Regions from separate parts of the Danio rerio genome. Here region 2 is linked to region 1. A link is a contact called in public Hi-C data. All regions are on one chromosome and are shown on one strand. Each heading gives the region's core, a stretch centred on a gene start, on an enhancer-like site or on the middle of the called end of the contact. The rest is flanking DNA. Distances are from core to core; before and after follow the strand shown.

What was found. A called contact is a pair of places that touch in the nucleus more often than the background predicts.
Region 2: a contact with region 1 is called in a Hi-C map of hematopoietic stem cells, with 3 times the contacts expected there. The contact joins the promoter of coro1b here to the promoter of znf16l in region 1. A contact is called at or near these places in 1 of 18 Hi-C or Micro-C datasets (hematopoietic stem cells) and 2 of 4 datasets of contacts at active chromatin or transcription factors (embryo and gastrula embryo).

Annotation. Positions count from the first base shown.
Region 1 is chr7:18,458,055-18,463,673 of GRCz12tu, forward strand. It overlaps znf16l (zinc finger protein 16 like), which reads right to left and starts at 2,529. Exons shown (of 3, transcript NM_001423803.1): 1 at 1,642-2,529. The coding sequence starts at 2,341.
Region 2 is chr7:18,636,462-18,642,080 of GRCz12tu, forward strand. coro1b (coronin, actin binding protein, 1B) reads right to left here and starts at 3,565. Exons shown (of 11, transcript NM_001109707.1): 1 at 3,165-3,565. It overlaps nectin4a (nectin cell adhesion molecule 4a), which reads right to left. Exons shown (of 11, transcript XM_683919.10): 11 at 4,484-5,619.

The DNA.
Region 1 (5,619 bases), core at 1,279-3,778:
TGATATATCATGCATCCGTATTTATTTGTATAATGAAATACACGATTACATTACACTATATGCTTACAGCAATCCATGTCATTTTATATGCAACTATATGCATGTACCCTATATTTATATATATATATATATATGCACTACCCTCAACAACACTGATACTACAAATAATGCATATTAAAAGCAAAATGAGCATCTATAGTAGGCATGGGACAATAACAGTCTTCAAGGTATACCAAAATTTTCTGTAATTTCATTCCAATGGTATATGTAAGTTTTTTTTACTTACTTTTTTTTTTCGTTTTTCAGGACAACTTCAGCAGAAAAGATATCCAAAGTTTTAAATTGTAAAGAAATCTGTGTTTTTGAAACTAAAGACAATGGCAGAAATCAATGATTGTTTTGAATTATTTAGCCTGACATGTTTACTGCTGCAAAATATTTTAAATCTTTCAAAATTTAAAATATATTGTTTTCAAAAGGGAACAAAAAATCGTTTTTTTACCAGCCAGTCAGATAGGGCTGCACGATTAGTCGAAAAAAGATCACGATCTCGATTTGACATGATCCTAACTCAGCTTTTTCTACGATTCAGCCAATTATATTTTTTAAGGTCAGGAGAGGAAAAAAGGCGGCTGCAAAAGTCTTCACAGCAACATTGACACCTTTAAATGGCGTAAAAGTAGCACATACTGTATTTAACCTACACGCTATACAAACAATACAATGCATATACACATAATACAGCTGTACACATCTACATTTATTATGCATGCATACTGTAATCTATAGGCGAACTGCACTCACATATAAGTGCCAATGCATGCATATTATATCTAATCTCACTAATACATACTACATGCAGAATGCTAAACAATAAGGTATTTGTTAAAAAACTGCAATATACATATGTATGTGTGTGTGTATGTATGTATGTATATGTAAGATACAACTTAATGATAAGGCTTAGGCAGCCATAAGCACATCATAGTGCATACATAATAAATAGCATTTCATAAACAACTATACTACAAAGCATGCATACTACATCCAAAATGTGCAAGTTGCAAAGAAAGCCCTCATGGTGCTATTACACATGCTACAATGCATTCATATTTTTAAACTGCATCTAATATTATATTTATTATGTATGTATAGAGCAGGGGTCACTAAACCTGTTCCTGGAGGGCCGGTGTCCTGCAGATTTTAGCTCCAACCCTAATCAAACACACCTGAACAAGCTAATCGAGGTCTTACTAGGTATACTTGAAACACCCAGGCAGGTATGTTGAGGCAAGTTGGAGCTAAACCCTGCAGGTCACCGGACCCCCAGGAACGAGATTAGTGACCCCTGGTATAGAACATTTTAATGTGGTCATGGCATTGGCCCATGAACATTTCCTGCTAGTAATCAAACTATTTCATATCTGTGACAAAAAGCAATTCAATCGTAACTTATTGTTAAAACAGCTATCATAACTTTATTTATCAAAGTGTGGCTCTTTTTGGATTCTCTTAAGTTATAGAAGGTAAATATGTAAAACAGGAACTACGTTGGGACCATTGTTTTTGTTTACATCCCTCGAAATGGTCTGTAATATTATACCCACATAATGTTTGCATATGTGCGTGATCAAGCGGTACCTTTAAACTCGGCTGAGTTGAGTTCCACTCCTGTCATCCACTCATAATCATACATGCGTTTACTGGCGGAGGGCAGCATGCTGAAGATGTCCGTCTCGGCGTCGGTGTCCGCGGGTCCGCTGTCCGGCCACAGGCTCAGAGAGCCGTGCGGCTGCGCTTCGGTCCGGACGTCCCGTTCAGAGCCAAAGGCCTGATTGCTGTGGTCGCTCTCCACTTCTGCAGCCCCGCGCTGGTTCTTATCTTTCATCAGATAGTCGCAGATCGCGTTGATGTTCTCCTTCTTCACCACGGGCGTCCCGGTTTTGGCTTTCTTCGGCTCGGCACCGTATTTCTGGTGCTCGGATTTTCTGAAATCCAGGCTGCTGAAGTTGGAGACCCTCCCGTCTTTCTCCGACGACTCCAGCTTGGCCTTGAGCAGCTCGATCTCGTCGGATTTCTCGCGGAGCTCCATCTTCAGGACGCGGATCCGTACGCCGACCAGCTTGCGGATCTCGGACAGCGCGGACTCCAGCACCACCGTGATGTTCCTGCCCAGATGCTCCGTGATCTCGGTCACCGAACACACCAGCTGCTCGTCGGGCTCGAGCTCGGAGAAATCCTCCTCGTCCCGGCTGAACGGGCCGGCGCTGTCTAAAAACGCGCCCTGGGACTCCGAGGACGCTCCTGTTTCCATGTAGCAGTGGTTCCTTTTTCGGCTCATCCTAAAGAGCGCGGACTCTGAGCGCAGACCTGCAATGTTTTGATCGCGATGGACACCAAGGATGAGCAGACAGACACCATAGAGCACCAGACCGACTTCCTGCAGCCTCGGAAGTGGACTATAGAGACAGCGCCCTCTATTGAGCCATCCTTTGTCTGCACGATAGATAGATAGATAGATAGATAGATAGATAGATAGATAGATAGATAGATAGATAGATAGATAGATAGATAGATAGATAGATAGATAGATAGATACATAGATAGATACATAGATAGATACATAGATAGATACATAGATACATAGTTTTACTGTAATAACAACTAAGGTATACAACAGTTCACTTTAGTTAATACTACACTTTGGTTCAGCATTTATTAACAAAGTGCTGTAAATATTATACTATAACGCACACAGTATAATACACTCTTACAGTATGGTTGACGAACACCAAGTATTTTAGAAACGCAAGCCCTTTGTTTGCTCTGGTTTTGAAGCAGCTGTTTGGGCTAATCGCCTCTAGATGTCGCTCTTTAGACGCGTTTTAAACTCCAGACTTGACCTTATGTTCAAGGCCAGTTAGTCAAACACCAGTGTTGCCATCAGATTCTACTCAGTCCCTTTAAATGTGTTCTATAGTCTTTGTTCTACTTAAAGCACTCGACTATTTGTAACGGACTTTAAAAAGTTATGGTCAAATGAAAAAAAATTGTGACAAAGACTAAGCATTTTATACATGGGTAAAGCCACAAAATAAGTAAAGTATAATAGTGTAATATTTTTTACATTCTTAGAATATGTCCTGTTTTATTAATGGAGATACAGATTATTTTGTTTATTTATTTGTTTAATAAACCAAAATGAAACAAATAAATGAAAAATCACATGATTTCTAGAAGAATAAACAGTGTTGGGGAATGCTACTTTAGAAAATAATGCATTACAATATTGAGTTACTCCCCAAAAAAGAAACTAGTTGCGTTACTTCAATGCTTTTTACAGTAAGTAATGTTTTACATTACTCTTGAGTTACATTTTATTACATGGCTGAGGCTTGATCTTTCAAAACTTGTAAGAGAGCTCTCTGCAGTTAACAACACACCGTATAACCTTCATTTACCTTTAAATACACAGAAAATTAATGATAATGTTATCTTCTGAGAACCTCTTGATCCCAGCGCTCTACATGGCATATATTCGGATTACTGAAAGTTTAAAGGAACGTGTTTGCTACTTTTGTACTATTAAAAAGTAAAATCACTGTACATTCAGACAATCCTCTTTTCCTTTCCTTCCATGTGTTCAAAATAATGAGAATATTTCCATCTCAGAAATGTAAGGCTCTGCCATCTTCATGTCTGTCTGTTCATTCTCTCATTGCATGCGGGATTCAACATGACTACACTAGTTTTAATTCAGCAATTTATTTTTTAAAAGTAAATCAACTAAACTAAAAAGAAACTCGCATTACATTCTTTATAAAGAAACTCAAATATTCTGAATTAATTTGAAAAGTGATGCATTCATTTACACTTAACCTACAAAAGTAGTATTATTACTAGGCATGGGACGATAACTGTTTTCAAGGTATATCATAGTTTGGAAAAGTCAAGGTTTTAAAACTGCCAAAATGTTCTTCTGTACCGTTCCTAAGATATGTGTAAGATTTTACATTTACCTTTTTGTTGTTGTTTTTTAGGACAACAGTATTTCCAACAGAAAATATATACAAAGATGCTGTTTTAAATTGTAAAGAAATTTGGGTGTTTGAAACAAACAAAGACAGCAGAACATGTTTACTGACATGTTTACTCCAAAATATTTTAAGTGTTTCTCAAAATAAAACATATTGTGACCAAAGGGGAAAAAAGTTGTTGTTTTTTACCCAGACATTTAAAATGAACATATTATAGAGCAGTAATTGCAATACCGTGAAACTGATATTTTTATCCAAGGTAATCATACCATCAGAATCTTATACCGGCACATGCCTAATTATTACATAACTTGTATTACTTGTAATGCATTACCCCAACACTGTTACATTTTATTTTCACAAAAGTTATTTGAAACAATAAACACTTTACCTGTATCATGTATATAAAATCATTTTTTATGTAGAAATTGCTCATTTTAATATGTAACATGTTTCTTTTATTGTTTGTTATTTTTTGTAAAATTCTTAGCAGATATTTGGACATCATTTATATATCATTACTTAAAGGGGATAATATACCCCAATATTCATTCATTATTTACTCATTCTCCACTTGTTCTAAACCTGTCTGAGTTTCTTTTGCTTCCGTTGAACACAAAGAAAGATGATAGAAAAGTAGCAGCCGTTGATTTCCATAATAGGAACAAAAATATTACGAATATCAGTGGCTGCGTTTTTTCTAGCATCCTTCAGAGTATCTTGTTTTGTGTTCAACAGAACAAAGAAACGTATAAATGTTTAGAACAACTTAAGTGAAAGCATAAATGACATGGAAATCTTAATTTTAGGAGTGAATTATCCCTTGAAGTTTCAGCCATTGTGGGTAAATGGAAATCGGACTTATCTTGCTTCAAGTTTTACAAGTAAAAACAAAAATATAAGGTTAACTATAAGGGTTAACATCCTTATTTGAATATTAGCAGCGTCACAGTCCTATTAGCTGTTTTTCTGAAAGGAAAACCTAAAAAAACATGACGTTGTTCAAGATGCTGTATGCAAGTTCTAAAGCATAGAAATACCATAATGTGTTTGCAGATATTTATGAAAAACAATACTGAAGTCAGATATTCAGCTTTGAAAATCTGCATTAGGTGGAAAACTGTATTTCATTAATTCAGTCAGGAAGGCTCTCAAAGCATGTGCCCGTGACCAAAATGTGACCTCCGGTGGACAGTAGCAGACTCCGAAATAAGAAGCAAATTCAGAGTTCAACATGAGGATTAGGAAATAATACAAATATTACGAGCATAAACATTACAAGCGTAACAGCGTGTCCTAACAACACGCTATGTGATGCGAATTGCAGTGATAAGCAATTTGACTGTTTGCACCAGATGAAGTACAACAGAAATTTAAATACAGCCATTCAAAAGCACAGAAAAGTGCACTTACTGCACTCCAAATAAATGGTAAAGTTTATAATCTAATCAATAGACATTAAACCTTTTTAACAGTATTAAATGTACATGCTGAATCACTGATATGTGTTGGCTTGCACTGAATCAGTTCTGAAGTTCTATTTAAAATGGTTTATTTTATTTTCAAGATTTGAGGTGAACTA
Region 2 (5,619 bases), core at 2,315-4,814, 180 kb after region 1:
CAACTGTATATATTGGTGGCAGTGCGACCTGTTTTGATTTAAGGGCGTGCTGAATCGCTATTCCCTGCCGCTATATTATTTCATTTTAGCTGTCTAATAACTGTCTAATCACTGAAGGCTTTCCGCTGACAGATGACAGGAGCTTTTGTGACCGTGGGAAATGCAAACGGCTGAAGAGTGAAAGTGTTTTCCTAATTCCTAAGTTTTCTAAATTTCTTAAGTCCTAACTGATGTTGTTTTTAAATACAATAAATTCCTTAAAATAAAATATGCAGTGGTGCTTATTCATTTTTGGTGGGTGCTCCTAAATTTTTTTGGTGCTCTTAAATATTTATAGTTGGGAGCACTGGTGCTACCAAGTAAAAAAGTTCATTTCGAGCCCTGTTTAAATGTCCCTGTAAATAAATTGTGAAAATTAAAATTACAACTAAAATTGATGTTTAATTGAGAAAGTTTTTTACCCAGACATTTAAAAAAAACTATTTTAGACATACAGCTGAAAATGAATTTTTTTGCCATTTTAAGCGAAAAAAAAAAAAAACTATGGTTGATTTTCATTTTAAATTGGGAAGAATTATCATTATTTTACAGACAAAAACTACAATGGTGTGTTTACTAAACACAGAACTATAAATTGTATATCAAAAAGAATTTTCATTTAGTAAAAAAAATACACAATAAATTAATAAATGCAAAAGCAGTTTAGTTTTCACCATTATGCATACAGCATATAAAAAAACCATATATCAGTTATTTCATGATAATAATAATAATAAATATATAAACATTAACATTTTTGATTACTTTTCCCCAAAAAATATCTAAATTTGTAAGAATTATATTGTGATATTTAGCACTAATCAAGATACAGCGAAACCATGACATTTTTATCCAAGGCTATCGTATACATTCAGAAACTTATACCAGCCCATGCCTAAAAACAACTAGCACACATAAACATAATACATGTTTTTATGTTAGTTGTCTGTACATTATTATATTTAAATATATTGAAAAATTTAAATTCTTAGTAATATAATATACATTCATACACACATCTGTGTCTGTGTACTGTTTATGGATTTGGTTGGTTAATATCTGCCCATAATTTTAACTGCAGCCAATTATAATATCTATTACTTTCATAATGTCAGTTGTGTTGAATGAAGAACTCGGCTACTGGGTCAGATAGGATGGAGTATTAAGATAAAAGTGAGAGCCCCTCTTGTCCAGTGAAATTCTAGACACCTCCAGCTCTCACGTGTCTGCGAAACCACAAACCAGCAACATTTAAGGTCTGATGTACAGTTTCCGTCCATTACTCCTTCTTTATAATAACAAAATAAGAGAATGAAGACTTGCTAAAGCAGTAAAACAATGGTATCTGTAAACAACCGACTATAAATAGCTTACAACTTTGTTAATCCTAATGCTGTGACATGTGAACTGTGGTCTAAAGGTGCTTTCCAGGAGCTGTTTTCATGGGACATTGTTGTGTTTCTGTACCTTACATTTCACAATTTCACATTTTCTTTAAGAGACAGGAATACAGATAAAAGATTAATCAATGAATCAATCAATACTGACAATTATTAACAGGAAGAACTAAATTAAATTATTATAAAAAAATGACAGTTTAACAAATGATAGTTTAAAATGGATATAATTACAGTGTCTTTGACAATCAAAAAGCCTAAAAACTAAAAAACAAAAAAGTTGATAGGTGTGTCTATTTTTACATTTAGTTCAGGTTTTAGTTATTTTGTGATGTAATTAAAAGTTATAATTTTTAGTCTGTAACTTTTACATTTTCTTTAAAAAGCGTCAATAATTTTATAGCAACAAATAATGTTCAACAACGACAAGAAAAAAACAGAAATAAACATTTTTCTCAACCTTTTAATCATTTATTATTGATTAGACGGTGAGATTTAAATAATAAAATTAAATCATTAAACATTAACTTTTTTGATTACCCCAACCCCCCAAATATTATTATTTTACAGACAAAACTAAAATTTTGTGTTACCCAAACACATAACAATAAATTGTCAATCAAAAAGAATTTTCATTTAGTAATAAATACACAATAAATTAAGAAACCGACGCATAAGCGCAATTCAGATTTTGCAATTATGCATACAGCATATAAAAACAAACCATATATCAGTTAAATAAAGTAATATTCAATGTTTTCAATGTCATATCAAATGTTTTTTTTTTTTTTGTGAATTGAAAAAAAGGATTTATTTCACCAAGAACTAATTAAACTCCCCTTTATTTACAACAATTTTATTGTTTTGAAATATTAAAATATATATATATATATATATATATATATATATATATATATATATATATATATATATATATGGAGAAGAATTATCCTTGTTTTACAGACAAAAACTACAATGGTGTGTTTTCTAAATACATAACTAAAAATTGTCAATCAAAAATAATTTTCTTTTAGTAATAAATACACAAAAAATTAATAAATGCAAAAGCAGTTTAGTTTTTCCCATTATGCATATTGCATACAGAATAAACAAGCGTAAACAAACCATGTATCAGTTATATCATGATAATAATAATAATAAATCTATAAACATTAACTTTTTGGATTTCTTTTTCCCAAAAAATATATTGTGATGTTTATATAAAATTCAATGTTTTCAATGTCATATCAAATGTTATTATTTGTTGTGACTGAAAAAAGGGTTTATTTCACCAAGCACTAATTTAACTCCTCTTTATTTACAACATCGTTCTAGTGTTGTCTAAACATTAATATCCATGTCAGAAATAGATATTTTTTGTTGTTTTAAGCAAAAATACATAATTTATGGTCTAAAAACAGCATTTTTGTTTTTAATAGTTAGAAATATCATTATTTTACAGACTACAATCTGAGTTACCCAAACACATAACTATAAATTGTCAATGAAAAATCATTTTCATTTAACATTAAATACATAATAAATGCAAAAGCACACTTTAGTTTTTAATTATGCATACAGCATATAAATACAAATCAAATATCAGCTATATAATAACCATATGAGCTTAGTGATTAACATGTAACCACAAAAATGCGCTGCTGACATGATATGAGATGAGCTGATCATATGAGCAGGTTAACGTTACATTCACTCAGTGCACTGTACCTCTCTTTGGGGTTTCCTTCTTTCTTCTCTTCTCTTTTCCCTTTCTTGGAAGATGTGCTAAAATTAAGAAAGCGATTTGATGTGTAAATATACGCTGTGTATAAACGCAGTAATCTATGTAAACAACACTAATCCTTGCAGCGTGTTGTTCTGGATATTCTGCATGGTCAGGTGGAGCAATTACATCCAGTCAATTTTAGCAAGCATCGCCAAATTAATCCATATCACCAACGGAAATAAAAGCACATTTATGTGTTTTCGAAGTATACACAAAGGTACTTTACAAAATCGGGCTTTTGAGGAAGTTAAAATAAAGAAAAAAGAGCGTCGATAGCTTTGAAGGAAAAAGGAGGATGGGAGGTAAATTCCTCAGCGAATGTGCCTAGAATTAAAGCATCGATGTGTGAAGCTCGCCATGGTGAACGGACAACAAAATGGACGGCGATACGCCTTTTTGAGGAGACAAAAGTCCCCCTTCGCGAACAATGTGGTCATTCAGGAATTTGTCATTAATAAACGAATCAACTACAAACTCGAAATGGCTAATACGTCGACGGCATGTCGTGTTGTTATTGCAAAAAAGATAAGAACTCTTTATTTCATGTTTTGTGAAGGAGGCTGCTAAAAGGACAGTATTTGCAAACAAATAAAAATAATTTCAACCATTTCTTTCATTTTCCTATACATTCAGAGGCAGTTTTGGAAAATATGACAGACTACGTTCTATCAAATCTAATGTAATGTGGAGTAACGAAGGAATAAAAGGAATGTTAATTTCTGGTAGTCAGGTTTAAATTCAAAATAAAAGTCAACATTCCCAAAGTTCTTCATGTATGCGTGTTTCCTGTACAAACAACAACGCTTATTTTAGACTAAAATAGCCCTATTATTGTCGATAGTAAACGTTTACATAACAATGCCATAATAAATATAATATAATATAATATATTATAATATAATATAATATAATATAATATAATATAATATAATATAATATAATATAATATAATAGAAAATTACCTTTTCTTTTAATAGTGTTGGTTTACATCAAAGAATCCACAGATTTTTTAGTAGTATTCGAAGGAAATGATGGTTACCTGTGATTCATGGGTGTATTGCTTTCAAATTGCATTATGGGACATTGATCTCTGACCACCCTGATTTTAAAAAGTTGACATTTTTAGTAGTTTGAAGTGATTAATTATCTGGGTTGGTCATGTAAATTGCAGAACATGAGCAGCCTTCACATTTTCTTTGACATTGTTACGTACAACATTTTACATCTTCATTTTAAGTGTGGAATTAATCTAACATGGACACATTATTAAAGAGGATTTAATAACTGGCCATACATGAACACCACCCTCATACACTGTAGAGAACTGAAAACACCAACCATCAGGAACCAGTAAGGTTTTATATATTTTTTGTAGATATAGAAAGGTCACAGAAATATCTCAGGAGCTTGCAATAACACAACCCACTTATTAAACCTAAGTACATTTAAAGCACTAGAAACTAATGAAGTATAAATGTTGTAAACAATGGCGTTTGTGAACACATAAAGAACCTTTTTTTTTTTAAATTTGTCAATGCAATACTTCATAATACTATTCATGCAGCGGGTAGTTTACAGTGAAAATGCACACATATTATTTATGTATATTCAAAAACATTTCAAAACACCATCTCTGGATTACAAACATACGGTCACAGTGAAGGATTGACTGTCCAAAAAACAGTTCTTGTAGCATTCTCTCCCTCAACAGCAATTCAAGTGAAGAATTAGGTTGTAATATATACAGCAGCAAAAATAAGTATTGAACGCATCACCATTTTCCTCAAAAAACATATTTCTAAAGACGCTGTTGACTTTAAATTGTCACCAGGATGTTGGTAACAACCAAAGAAATCAATATATGCAAATAAAACTAAACGTATTCGTTTACAAATGAAGTTATGCATAGTAAAATGGTGCATGAAAAAAGTATTGAATACATGAAAGGAGGTGTAGATAGGCAGTGAAAGACCAGACAGGATTTGAAATCTCTCAGTAGTTCTTCAGCAACCCTCTGCCCTTCCTCATTGTAAATGAATTTTTGTTGCTTCATTCCAACATCTACATTAGCAGGATGATGAAGATGAAACCGGGACATTGCAGCAAGACAATGATTCAAAACACAAAAAAGGAAACTCTCAAATGCTTTCAGAGAAAGAAAATCAAGCTGTAGAATGGCCCAGCCAATCACCTGACTTGAATCCAATAGAGAATACAAATTAAAGATCAGATTTAATAGACGAGACCCACAGAATCAAGATTTTTACACTCTGTTGAAGTCTATTTGATATGTTTCAGTAGTTTAGTACTTTCTCTTTGTGTGATTTCACTGTTATTACACAAAACTCTTTTTTTTTTTGCTTGTTTTATTTTTATGTTTGCATTGTTTGGGTTTTT